Regions from separate parts of the Sus scrofa genome. Here regions 2, 3 and 4 are each linked to region 1. A link is a contact called in public Hi-C and promoter capture Hi-C data. All regions are on one chromosome and are shown on one strand. Each heading gives the region's core, a stretch centred on a gene start, on an enhancer-like site or on the middle of the called end of the contact. The rest is flanking DNA. Distances are from core to core; before and after follow the strand shown.

Evidence for each region. Promoter capture Hi-C pulls out the DNA fragments that hold promoters and counts their contacts. A called contact is a pair of places that touch in the nucleus more often than the background predicts.
Region 2: a promoter capture Hi-C map of fetal liver shows a contact between it and region 1, with 2.4 times the contacts expected there. The contact joins the promoter of IST1 here to the promoter of DHX38 in region 1. A contact is called at or near these places in 2 of 5 promoter capture datasets (fetal liver and liver).
Region 3: a Hi-C map of mesenteric adipose tissue shows a contact between it and region 1, with 2.8 times the contacts expected there. The contact joins the promoter of ATXN1L here to the promoter of DHX38 in region 1. A contact is called at or near these places in 4 of 47 Hi-C or Micro-C datasets (alveolar macrophages, liver, mesenteric adipose tissue and 1 more) and 1 of 2 datasets of contacts at active chromatin or transcription factors (alveolar macrophages).
Region 4: a contact with region 1 is called in a Hi-C map of skeletal muscle, with 8 times the contacts expected there. The contact joins the promoter of AP1G1 here to the promoter of DHX38 in region 1. A contact is called at or near these places in 2 of 5 promoter capture datasets (fetal liver and liver), 6 of 47 Hi-C or Micro-C datasets (embryonic fibroblasts, heart right ventricle, liver and 1 more) and 1 of 2 datasets of contacts at active chromatin or transcription factors (alveolar macrophages).

What each region holds. Positions count from the first base shown.
Region 1 is chr6:14,996,565-14,999,583 of Sscrofa11.1, reverse strand. DHX38 (pre-mRNA-splicing factor ATP-dependent RNA helicase PRP16) reads right to left here and starts at 1,493. Exons shown (of 27, transcript XM_021093857.1): 1 at 1,127-1,493. It overlaps TXNL4B (a long non-coding RNA gene), which reads left to right and starts at 1,507. Exons shown (of 3, transcript XR_002344529.1): 1 at 1,507-1,876.
Region 2 is chr6:14,867,355-14,870,493 of Sscrofa11.1, reverse strand. It overlaps IST1 (IST1 homolog), which reads right to left and starts at 1,635. Exons shown (of 10, transcript XM_021093850.1): 1 at 1,501-1,635. ZNF821 (zinc finger protein 821) reads left to right here and starts at 175. Exons shown (of 8, transcript XM_021093841.1): 1 at 175-243; 2 at 1,637-1,699.
Region 3 is chr6:14,834,851-14,838,002 of Sscrofa11.1, reverse strand. It overlaps ATXN1L (ataxin-1-like), which reads right to left and starts at 1,271. Exons shown (of 3, transcript XM_005664370.3): 1 at 1,145-1,271.
Region 4 is chr6:14,808,042-14,811,153 of Sscrofa11.1, reverse strand. It overlaps AP1G1 (AP-1 complex subunit gamma-1), which reads left to right and starts at 1,333. Exons shown (of 24, transcript XM_003126897.6): 1 at 1,333-1,744.

The DNA of each region.
Region 1 (3,019 bases), core at 244-2,743:
CGATCCCTGCCCTTGCTCAGTGGGTTAACGATCCGGCGTTGCCGTGAGCTGTGGTGTAGGTTGCAGATGCGGCTCAGATCCCGCGTTGCTGTGGCCCTGTCGTAGGCCGGTGGCTACAGCTCCGATTGGACCCCTAGCCTGGGAACTTCCATATGCCGCGGGAGCGGCCCAAGAAATAGCAACAACAACAACAACAAAAAGACAAAAAGACAAAAAAAATTTTAAAAAAAATGCCATTAGGTAGAAGGGAAAAGGGAAAGCTACCTACTGGTGATATCTGTACTCATGTGAGCAAATCCAGGAAGGTAGGACATACAGACTCTGCTCAGTAGTCTGAACTAGAAAAAATACCCCTAGTATGTCATTTTATGCAGGAGAACCTTGTCTGTCTTAATGACTACTACGCCCAGTGCCTACAACAGAACCATGTGAAGAATTAATGAATGAACAAGTTTAAACTGATTAAAGGAGATAGGGAGCCAGAAATTCCTAAAGACAGCAAGGACAGGTACTAGGAGCACAGGAAAAAGAGTTTGACAGGACAACGAGTGGCTGAGGAGTTAACTGCTGTTTTGCGAATAAGTATTAATGGTAAAGAAGCCACAAGAGGTATAAGGAAAATAGTGAAGAAAGAAACTGAATATATTCATTCAATAATTATTCACTGACAGCTTTCTGTGAGCCAGTCGTTGTTCTGGGCATTAGAGATAGAGAAGAGAAGAGACAAAAGTCCAGACCTTCTTGGAGTTGACATTCTAGCAGAGGATATCGCCTGATAGAGATACCACTGTGACAGAGAAGAGGAAGCCCAAAGAACCCCTACTGGGTTCGGAGTCCGTCTGGGAGTGGGCTAATGCGGAGGCCTAAGGAAGGGAGCAGGTGACGCCCAGGGCAGCATCCCTGGACCTCAGCGGGGACGCACCAAAATGCAGGATCTGATCAGAATAAAGAGGAAGGCCGCGGCAGGCTGTCCTGCGCAATATCCCTACAGCGAATAAGGCACACTGGCTGACAAAGACAAGGATTCCCAAGTCTAGGCCCAAACCCGAAAGAGGGACCAATATCCGCTGCCTGGAGCCACCACGACTGGGTAAGAAAAGGTCGGAAAGGAAGAAGGGACACTCACCTCACCACGCCCGACTCTCGAGACCTTCTGTCCCGGATTCTGGGGCGCTGGCGCAGCCACTCCTCGCTCAGAACGTCTCAGAAAGCCAAAACCCGCACCTTGAAAGCGGCCATCGTTGTCCCATAATACTTTGCGCGGTCCCCTCTATCCGTCCAAAGATACCATCGAGATCAGCCCGGAAAACGCGAGTTCCTAGTGCGGGGCGGAAGGGGACCACGCTTGTTGGACTAGACGGTCCTCCGCTGAGGCTGGGATAAGACATTTATTACAGACACTTCCGAGTCTCTTGGCGACCAATCACGGTTAGTCTAAGAGTTGGGCAGCCCCCTAATTGGAATGCGGGGTGGGATCGGCCATGTTTAACAAGGGCGGAAGTGACCCTAAGGCTTCCGGTCGCAGCGGGGAAGATTGGCCGTGAGTAGAATAGGCCCTTCCGCTTATTGGGCTGCTGAACTGAACAGACCGCGCGTTAATCACTGCGTTTGTGCGTTTTCTTTTTCCGTTTCCGTCCACTTAAGAGGTCGGCCGAGAGTTATTTGGCAACAGCCCCTGGGTTACTCTGGTTTAGGGTCGCCGCCGCGGTTGCGGAAGAAGAAAGGAGTCGCCGGCGTCGCGGCTTTTTGGAGAAAGTGTCAGGGTTGCCGAAAGCCTTGAAGTGCTGGCGAGGAAGATGACGTGCAAATAAAGTATCATTTTTCCCCGGCACTTGTGGGCCAGGAGTAGTCCAGCCACTGGCATCATAAAAAATAGGTATGTCGGGGATATTGGAAAAATGAAGACGTGCACCCCAGTGTGAGTAAAAGTCACTCGTAAGTTCACACGCAGTGAAAACCACTGAGGGTGTTTGAGGATATTCATTTTTAGTTATTTCCTATGTGAATATGTATATTTGCATTATAGTTAGGTTTTGTACAAAAGCGGAATCACCCTTTGTATACTACTGTTTTATGACTTTTTTCTTTATTACGAGGATTTTTCACGTATCTGAATTGTTAATCTATAACGCAATATGTAGTGACAGTGTGTTAGTATGTTACAGGACTGCCATCCTTCATTTCACGATTCTCCTACCGATGGCAGTGTAAGTTGTTTCCAGTTTTTCACTGTTAAAAACGTGACAAATATCCTTTTTACATAAATCTTTCTGCGTATGTCTGGTTATTTACTAGGAAATAATTCTCAGAAATGGAGTTGTATTTCAGGTTTCTTTCTAGACAAGGTTTGTTCTCTGTTTTCTAGGGGGGACTATGAAGCCTGTCCCTTCACTGACATTCTTGCCTTTATCATTTAATCTTTGCCAGTTTAATGGCTTTTTAAAATATAACTTTTTTTTTTCTACTTTTTGTGGCCACACCCACAGCATATGGAAGTTCTCAGGGTAGGAGTCAAATCAGAGCTACAGCTGCTGGCCTACACCAGAGCTGACGCAAGGCCAGATTCCCCCCCACCCCACTGAGAGAGGCCAGGGATCAAATCCACATCCTCATGGATGCTAGTTGGATTCATTTCCGCTGTGCCACAGTGGGAACTCCTAAAATACATCTTTTAATTTGCTTTTCTTTACTTAGCAGTGAAACTTTCCAAATTTTTTTTTTTCTCGTCTGTCTTCTTTCTGAATTCCTTGTTTTTATCCTTTGCTATAGACATTTTCTTAGGTGTGGTCTCAATTTCCCTTTCCTTTTTTCAACATTTATTCAATTCCACTCTCACACCCTCACCTCCCCACTCACTCTGATGACAACTTTGCTCTCCTGCCATTTCCTCCTCTTTTTATCAGTAACACGCAGAAATTGCTGTTTGGTTGAATTCTAGTGGTTCGACAGATCCATCTTTTCTTTAGCTTTCCCCTTTCCCTCTCAGAATTTGTTCTGCCATTCCTGTTTGATGAAGTAC
Region 2 (3,139 bases), core at 386-2,885, 130 kb after region 1:
GGCTGTGGCGTAGGCCAGTAGCTGCAGCTCTGATTCCATCCCTAGCCTGAGAACCTCCATATGCCACAGGTGCGGCCCTAAAAAGAAAAAAAAAAAAAAAATTATGTAGGAGACACAAACGTCAAAAAAATCTAAAGCTTTTTCTCTTAGGTTCTGACAGCTGAACTTAGCCCCTCCCACAAAGGCCCGTGGACCCTAGGTCTCCGTCACATTAAACTCCTTGGGGGCCGAAGAAACCGTGAGGTGAGGGAAATGAAGGGAAGAGGGTTTGGGTTGGGGAAAGGAGTTGGGTACTAAGGTTGAACGAAGGAGAAGGGGTGGCTGCGGTGGAGCTGTGGTTGGGGGATGTGGGTTTTGTGGCTGAACTCGAAGGTGGGGTAAGAAACCAGGTTCAGAGCTGACAGTCCCGGTGGAGGTTTCAGGTTCAGGAGAGGATAGGGGAGCTGAGGGGCCGACAGGGCCATAGCGCGACGTGGGAGTGTACGAGGCTGGGGGGGTCTCTCCGGCGCGAGGATGGAGGCGAGGCCCCTCTCCAATGTCTGTGATTGGATGCTCCCTTAAGGCCCACCTCCCGGGACCCCTTGCCTTTCAAGCCCCGCCCACGCCATCGGGCGCGCGCCTGGGAGCGGGGAGGGGGACCGAACTGGAGTAGGGGGGAGGGGGAGGGAGAGGAGAGGCTCGTGCACGCGCCCCACTCGCTGCGGGTGCGCGAGCTGCGCGCTCCCGCCGCCCGCGTCGCCATCTTTTCCCCCTCCGTCTGTCTGTCTGCCGTGGGCTTTGTCCGTCTGCAGCGCCACCCCTCGGCTCCCCGCCACCGGCTCGGCCCGGAGCTGCCCTCTGCCCGCTGGGGCCCAGTCCCGGAAAGCCCCGGTTCGGCCGGCCTGAGCTGCGGCCCGTGGCCCATTGTCCGGCGGTCCGTCTGTCCGTAGGCGGGGCCCAGGGACCCGGAGAGCCGCGGAGCGCGGAGGCGCCGGGTAAAAAGACCCTCGACTCTTTCCCTCCCAGGCCAGACAGAGGATGCAGGGCTCCTCACCCCCCACCCTCGGTCGCCGGCTGTCGGCCCTTTTGTCTGTCTGTGTCTGGGGAGGGGACCAGGGGCTCGCTCCGGCTTGGGGGGCGGGGGCAGCCCAGGCTCTGACCCTCCCCCTGCCCCGGGCTCCCGCGACGAGGCCTGACCTGGCTGCCTCCCCGCGGCGGCCGTTCCTCTTTCCGTCTCTCCGGCGGTCTCGGGCGAGGGAGGGGCGTCCGCGCCGCCGCCCTCCCCGCGTGGGCCCAGGTCGGGCTCAGTCGGCACCGCCGGGACGGCCCCGGCGTCTGACAGGCTGTTCTGGGGGAGGGGGAGGATGGGCGTGGGAGTGCAGATCGGGGTATCTGTCCCGCGTCTGGGTCTCGCAAACGGGCTTCTAAATTTAGATTTCTGAGTAGCCCGTGTTGTCTGGGGTTTGTCTGAGCCGCATCGGAAGACCTCTGTCTCTTGTATGATAATTCCCGGGAATCTACCTGTGCTCACGCTTGAAGATGCCGGAGGGACCATCTCGGCTGATTATACGCACGCTCCAGACCAAACACAAGTGGGAACAGGGTGAGCAGTGAGGCGGCTACGTGACCGGCTTTCCTGTCCTCTCCTTTTTGGCAGATACAAATCACTGGGATTCAGGCAAATTAACTTTGCTCCGTGGGAACTGCACCAGAGCTGGAGGTAAGAATGCACCCTCTTTTTTGAAAGGTTGGATTTCACCCGTTTTTCCCTTGCTAAAGTCCAGTGTGTCCTGGAAGCTGCAACCTAACACCTGTGGGAGAGCAGGAATAGTGTTAAAGGGAGACGTTGGCCTCGCTCCCAAGGATTCTTAACCTCGTTCTAAAGACAGACAAAACTGCCTCCCTTTGTAAATGGAACCTCTTGTAGACCTGAATCTCACCGGTTACCTTTCTTCCCATCCTGTTTTTCTTCCAGATGGTGATGTTCAGGCTCTCCTTTTACATTTTTATGTTGGTTTCAGATTCAGCCCTGGGAATTGAGGCAGTGTTGAAAGTAAAACTGAGTTAGTGAACTATAGGGCAATGTATCCATGGCTTTATTAGCTTTTACTGCCTATAAAACTGTTGTTTAACCTCAGAGATCTTGTTGTGCAATCGAGAATGTAGCTCCAGGGCTAGTTATTTATTGTTAATTAATTAAATAATTTTTAGCTTATTTTCCGGAGTCCACAGCTCCATAGGCTTTCTTTTTTTAAAGGGAGGAAAGAGTATTTGCTTATTTTTTCCCCTTAATCCCTCAGGTGTGAAGTCTCACTGGGTACCATCTGCTTGGTTCCCCATTTGGCCACTAGGAGGATTGTGAGATGCAGTGGACACTGGCGATTTAAATATGCAGATGGTGATTTTTGTTTCTGACTTGTAGCTTTAGTATAGAACTGTTGTCTCACCAAGATTATCTGCTTTTTTTTTTTCGGCTTTTGAGAGTCACACCTGCAGCATATGGAGGTTCCCAGGCTAGGGATGGAATCGGAGCTACAGCTCCTGGCTATACCACAGCCACAGCAACACCAGATCCAAGCCATGTCTGCAACCTACACCACAGCTCAGGGCAATGCCAGATCCTTAACCCACTGAGCAAGGCCCAGGATCAAACCTGTGTCCTCATGGATTCTAGTCGGGTTCATTGACCACTGAGCCATGTTGGGAACTCCTAATTTCTGATCTTGATGCGAAGAAAATTTAAAGAATAGTTAAGGGAGTTCCCATCGTGGCGTGGTGGTTAGCGAACCCGACTAGGAACCATGAGGTTGCGGGTTTGATCCCTGGCCTTGCTCAGTGGATTGTGGATCCGGCGTTGCTGTGGCTGTGGTGTAGGCTGGTGGCTGTGGCTCCGATTGGACCCCTAGCTTGGGAACCTCTACATGCCGTGAGAGCGGCCCTAGAAAAGACAAAAAGACCAAAAAAAAAAAAAAAAAGGAATAGTTAAGAATTCATTTTCTTTCTCATACAATAGAGAGCTGTAGCTTTACAAATTTTAGGAAAAGTAATGATAGGCATCCTGCACTTGATTCAGCTTTCCACTTGTGGTTCCACAAACTTACAGGAAAAAACCAAGAGTGTAAAATTCATTCACTGCTTTGGTTAATAAATAACTGCTGAT
Region 3 (3,152 bases), core at 22-2,521, 160 kb after region 1:
TGTCAATATCTGAATCTTCACACACCAGAAACAATAAGCACTGAAGAAGAGAGTCTTAACCTCTGAAAACAGAGAAAGCAGCACTGACCAGTACTTGGAGAAACTACCCACTGTGCTGTCCAAGTCCTACAGAACCCTGCAAGCCTCAAACCAAACTGAAGACATTTCTCTCAAGATCTACACGGTGCGTGGGTACAATAAATGCGACAAGACAGGAAAACAAGGTAGAAACACAAATCTTTGGTTCCATAAACACAACTTTTCACAGTGGGCACAGTCTGTATACCCTCTTTGCCAGCAGTTCCAGTAAGTGAAAAGCAGTTAGCTTTCTCCCTCATTTCCAAGAGAAACTGGGGTCACACATTCAATCCCAGAATGATCCTTGCTCCATACAATTAAAATATTAAAGAAAACCTGCCTCTAGGTCACTGAGGGGTTAGCCAATCACAAGCTAATAAAAGGACTGAAAGAGGCAAAAGGTCTGCGGGAATGACAACAAAGAGCCAAGCCTGAGCACCAGGTTCCCACGACGGCAAAACACATTTCGGAATCTGAAACCTCGTCACTGTAGGGGCTCAATGAGGATTTCTCCAGGGGAAGACCTAACTTGCGAGCCCAACCGAGCTAACAGGAAAGGGGGACCATTCCGGAGAACTGCCAACACTGCCAGCAGAGCCCGGAATCAAGAGGCTGATCCCAGCCTAAGACTCGAATTCGCTGAGAGAGGTGCGCCCGCCAGAAAGAGAGGAGCTTAGAAGAGACCAGGGGTTATGGCTTCCCGTGAACCCTCAGTCCTCTCAACAACAGAGGAAGGGCCCGAATTTGGGAAATCTGCGGTCAGAAAGTCGGGGTCGACCTTTCAGGCAGAGGGGCAGGGGCGAGGCCCCGCAGGCAATGCTTCCTTGTTTGGGGGCAGCTTCCCGCCCCCAGGACTCGGATACCTCGGCCCACAGGGACACAGCCTGGGGCCGCTCTCTGGGCCGGGCCAGTGAGAAGCGGTCGGGGGTCTAGGCGCGGCCTCTTTCGCTCCCTCGGTCCGCGGGGCAACCGGCTCCGGGGGGCCACTTCCTCCAGAGCTGCGAGCCCAGGCCTCATTGGCCGCAGTAAGGCCGACTCGGTAGCCCCCACTCCCGGCGACACTCACCGGCCCATCTCACGGCGCTCCCCGGGCTCCTCCCTCTTGTCCCGGAGCCGCCGCAACCGCGGCCGCCGCCATCCCCGGCGCCGGAGCCGCCCCACACCCAGCGCCCCCCCAGCCGGGCGCCCGGAGATGGCGTCAAGCGCGTACCGCCCCCGGCGCGGGGAGATTACGTCACGACCCGGACTGGCGAGCAATGCCCGGAGTACCGGGGAAGGGAGGAGGCTGGCTACCCGCCCATTGCCCCCAGCGCCCCCTCTGGTGGGAAAACGAACTCCTCCTCCTGGGTCCGGTCACGTGAATAGGGCCTGGCCAGGCGTCCTCACCCTGACCCTACAATGACCCTGCAGTCTCTACTCAATAAACTTTGGGGGCTACAAAAAGAGCCCTGAGGCGTGGTGGTCAGCGATCCTCATTTCCTGGACAGTCTTGTGAAGCTCTTCTTGGGAACCTCGGGAAACTTTGAGACAAGCCCGGCCCAGGAGAGTAAAGGGATTCCCCTAGAGATTTAGGAGTTAGAAATGGCTCTGAGAGGGATGAGAATGGACAGAACCCAGGATTCAGGGGAAGGTGAAGCTACTGACTAGAATGTCTTGAGGAATGAGAGGAAGGGGGTTAGCTAGTTACGATGGCAAGCAGCCTAATTTAGTGGCAAGAGGGCCTGAGTACTCCATGAGCTATTATTAGGTCACCCTTCCTTGCCAGTTAACTAGTCGACTTTATATAAACATCTGATTAACTTAAGTGGAAAAAAATTAACATCAGTTGAACATGTGCTTTGATTACAACTATGTACGAAAAGTAGTTCTGCGTCCAGACAGAAGCTGGGCTGAGAAAAAAATAACTTTAGCTATTGGAGAGATTGGATTCTGAGTAGATTTTCCCCTTTTCAGTTGCTGCAAATTTTGTGCAGTAAGTAGTAGCTGACTTTTGTTTGATTTTGAAAGTACTATCCAGCCTTACGAAAGTTGCTTTACAGAGTTCCTGTGGTGGTGCAGTGGTTAATGAATCTGACTAGGAACCATGAGGTTGCAGGTTTGATCCCTGGTCTTGCTCAGCAGGTTAAGAATCTGGCATTTCCATGAGGTGTGGTTGTAGGTTGCAAACGTGGTTCAGATGTGGTGTTTCTGTGGCTCTGGTGTAGGTTGGGGTCTACAACTCCAATTGGACCCCTTCATATACAGTGGAGAGCGGCCCTGGGGGGGGGTCATTTTACTATTTGAGACTTGGGTTTTTCCACTTTTTCTTTTTTTCCCCTTTTTTTTTTTGCTTTTTTATGGCCACACCTATGGCATATGGAGGTTCCCAGGCTAGGGATCTACTTGGAGCTACAGCTGCCAGCCAGTGCCACAGCAACACCAGATCCAAGCTGCATCTGTGACCTACACCACAGCTCACGACAATGCCAGATTCCCGACCCACTGAGTGAAGCCAGGGATTGCACCGGAAACCTCATGGTTCTTAGCTGGATTCGTTTCTGCTACACCACGGCGTGAACTCCTCCACTTTTTCTAAATGAGGAGTTTGAACTGGATAGAGGGATTGGAGTAAAATGTAGATAGAAGAGCTTTCAAAACATTTTAAGTGAAAAAATAAGTGTGAGATCTTGTATCTAATGATGTAAGACATATGACATTATAGTTGCATATTTTTATGTATTTCTATGGAAAAGGAGTGAAAGGATATATAACACCTAGTTAATATTGGTTATCTCAGGAGAGGAAGCTGGAATTGGGTGGCGGCCAAAAGAAACAAAAAGGACTTATTGTTTGGATTTTTTATGAGAATGTTACCTTAGAAATATTAAAATGAGTAAGTTAAACTATAAAGTACGTGATTGCTAAGAATTTTTTTTTTTTTTTTTTTTTTTTTAGGACTGTACCTGTGGCATATGGTAGTTCCCAGGCCAGGGGTTGAATCAGAGCTATAGCTGCTGGCCTACACCACAGCCACAGCAATGTGGGACCTGAGCCGCGTCTGCAACCTATACCACAGCTTGTGGCAACGCTGGATC
Region 4 (3,112 bases), core at 84-2,583, 190 kb after region 1:
GATTCAAGCTGCATCCCACGGATAGTAGGTTTGTAACCTGCTGAGCCACAATGGGAACTCCTAAAACTAAGCTAGTCCGACTCAGGAGGTGGTCATGTGGGTCAAATTAAATTATATATATGAAGAACTTATTATATACAATGCAATATCAATATTTAATAAAAATGATGTTACTATTATTACACTCTTGGTCTCCTTTCTTTCCAGCCTTGGCATGCCCCAATTGTTCAAGAGCAAAATTGTAAGGTGGCCCTACTCAATTTTTGTAAAATGCTTTGAAATCCCTTCCTGAAAATGGCTAAGGAAAAAAACCTCCTGTCTATGACAGGTCCTAAACTCAAGGTTTGTGGTTGATTCAGCTCTTTGTCATCTAGCTAGGTGCTGTGCTTTGTTCACTTTTGGGGATATTCTATTGCCATTCTACCTGAATGATTTTAGTTTAGATAGGTCACCTTTCCTTTAAACAGGCCAAGATATCATGGTAGTCTTTATGTGCACGTGGAAAATATTCGTGTAAGGTGTTAGTAATTATTTATCAAGCCAGGACCTGGCTGATGCCTCAGGTTGGCCTGTATAGTTGGCCTGTCTTTGGCGCAGGTCATCATGGCATGGAGTCAGTGAGAAGGCACACTCTGAAAGGTTTTAGCTATCGATAGTCCAAATCCTCTTTTTTTACATGAGAAAACTGAGTCCCAGAGACTTTAAATGTCTTGTTCAATGCAGGAGGTTGAGAGATGATACTGGGGTTGGAATCTGTTCTTCTGTGTCTTCTGCTTTTTTTTTTTTTTGTTTTTTTTTTTTGCTTTTTAGGGCCGCATATGTGGCATATGGAAGTTCCAAGGCTAGGGGTCCAATCTGAGCTACTGGTCTAAGCCACAGCCACAGACAGCAAGGAAGGATCCCAGCCGCGTCTGCAGAGTACACCACAGCTCATGGCAACTCCGGATACTTAACCCACTCATATCCTCATGGACTCTAGTCGGGTTCACAACCCGCTGAGCCACAACGGGAACTCCTTCTAACTCTATTTTCACAAAATACGTTCCAAGGTGCCATAAAACCTCAGAGTCCAAGATCACTTGGAGTATGTTTCTGAAATTAAACCTAAAGAGAATGCTAAGGTCTCAAAGAAGATAGGAAAAGAATCTAGGGTTCTCATGGCATAGGACCCACTTAGCCTAGCTCAGAGTTCTCCGCCCCCACCTGCCTCGGCTCTCCACTTCCTCCGCTACCTTGCAAGCCCCACCCTCTTCAGGTGGCCCCGCCACTTCCTGGTAGCCCAGCTTCCCCACCCCCTACCCCAAGCGGAACCAATGTCCCTGGGCCCCGGGGTCGACCGGATCTTTCTTGCTCCTACTCTTCGCAGCGGTGACTCGGCAGCAGCGTCTCGCGTCATCAGTGACAGCCCCGAATTTTGCTACGCTTTGCGTCGCTCTGCCAGAGCAGTCACCTCCTCCTTGGCAAATAGTCCTCGGTGGGGTCCGAGTTCCTGGATAATAAGAGGGGGGAGGCACGAGAAATTGCAGCCAGGGGACAAGGGATCAACAAGCAGAGGGAGCTAGGGACTGAAGTTTCTGCGATAGTGTGCGAAGTTAGTTAAAAAAAACTCCCTCCCTCCTAAGAATCCTTCCGCCTGCAGTAGCGGTGGTGAGGCTGAGGGAGCCGCCATTTTGGATGTTCGGTTCCTGCTGCCACTGCTGCCGCCGCCCCCGAAGCTGCTGGTTTCATTCGAGGTTTCGGGCCGGTGAGTGTCACTCGTGGCGCTAAGAGCATACTGCTTTTTTTTGCCCAGTGCCTGTCAAGAGCGCTCGGCCGGAGACTTCCTGTCAATTCTAGGGGTCCGGTCCCAGGCCGTGGGGGGTGAGAAGAGAGGACGGAGGCTGAGCCTGTAGGGGCCCGGAGCCCCAGGAGCTCCTCGACTTCTTGAGGGCCGACCCCGAGGCCTCGGACCGGGAGGCTCTGCGCGCGGCCGCCTTCCGTGCTGCGGCGTTGCCCGGCTGGTGTGGGCCTTCTTGAACCCATTGACTTTCTCAGGCTGAGATCCTTCTTTGAGGGCTCATTCAGAAAGCCTAGGGTTAGCGGGGCGGGTCCCACCTCGGGCGGGTCCCACCCCCGCGTGTCTTCTCTGTGCCACGTATCAGCGTTCTTGTATCTTGTACCCTTGTCAGGTCTTTCGTAGAACTCTCATCGGCGTTTCCAAATGCTTCGTTAGTCGCTGTCTGCACCTGCATTGCTGTTCTCTTAGAACCGGACATTGGCCTCGCCTCTCTCTAACCTTCCTACCAACTTCTTTCCCAGTTTTCCGGGTGTTTCTTTTTCATTTTCTTTTTTTCTTAAACTCATCTGCCAATACACTGCTTATCTTCTCTCAAACTCCTGATCCTGTAGGTGTCAACTACTAATAATTCTCTCGGTCTTCTTAACTGTTGGGGAGAGTCAGGACGGTTGGTTGTGTTTCCCTGTTAGGGTTTTGTTGTAGGAGACGGGTCGAACCACTCGCTCAGAGTGTAAATATTTGTAAAGCTAATGAAACGGCTTTGCGGAGAGGAGGTGGTAGGGAGAGGCTGTCAAATGTTTTCGCATTTGTGGGGTTCCCTTCCCATGCTGAACACTTAACTTTTGGGTACTTTTTGATATTTATGTATGGTGTATATCATTGCCTATGAAAATCTACCTGTGAAAAAGAATTTCAATCTGACATAGATAGAAAGGAAAGTAACTTTTTCGGCTGCTCTGGGCATTGCTTAACAGAAGAGAGGAGTGAATGAACATATCTTAGTGACCTTAACTTTCAGTTGGTTTGTACAGTAATGTTCTTTGTTGGCTGATTCTAAAAAAGTACTTGGATTAATTTCGTGTATTGTATTTTTCTGGGGATAGTTGGATTTTAAATATCCGCTTTCATTATTCCCCATAATACTTGTCAGACTGTATACACCTTAACTTTTTTGGTTTAAAAATATAGACTCCCCAGATACCCATAATCTTACTTTTATTTTGCTCTTAACATGTTTATATTATAGCGTGCTTGAATAAAAGGCATTTCACAGTAATTCACTGATTATTTCCTACATTTCAAGTTAGGTGAGTGTTATTGAGTCACTTGTATTTC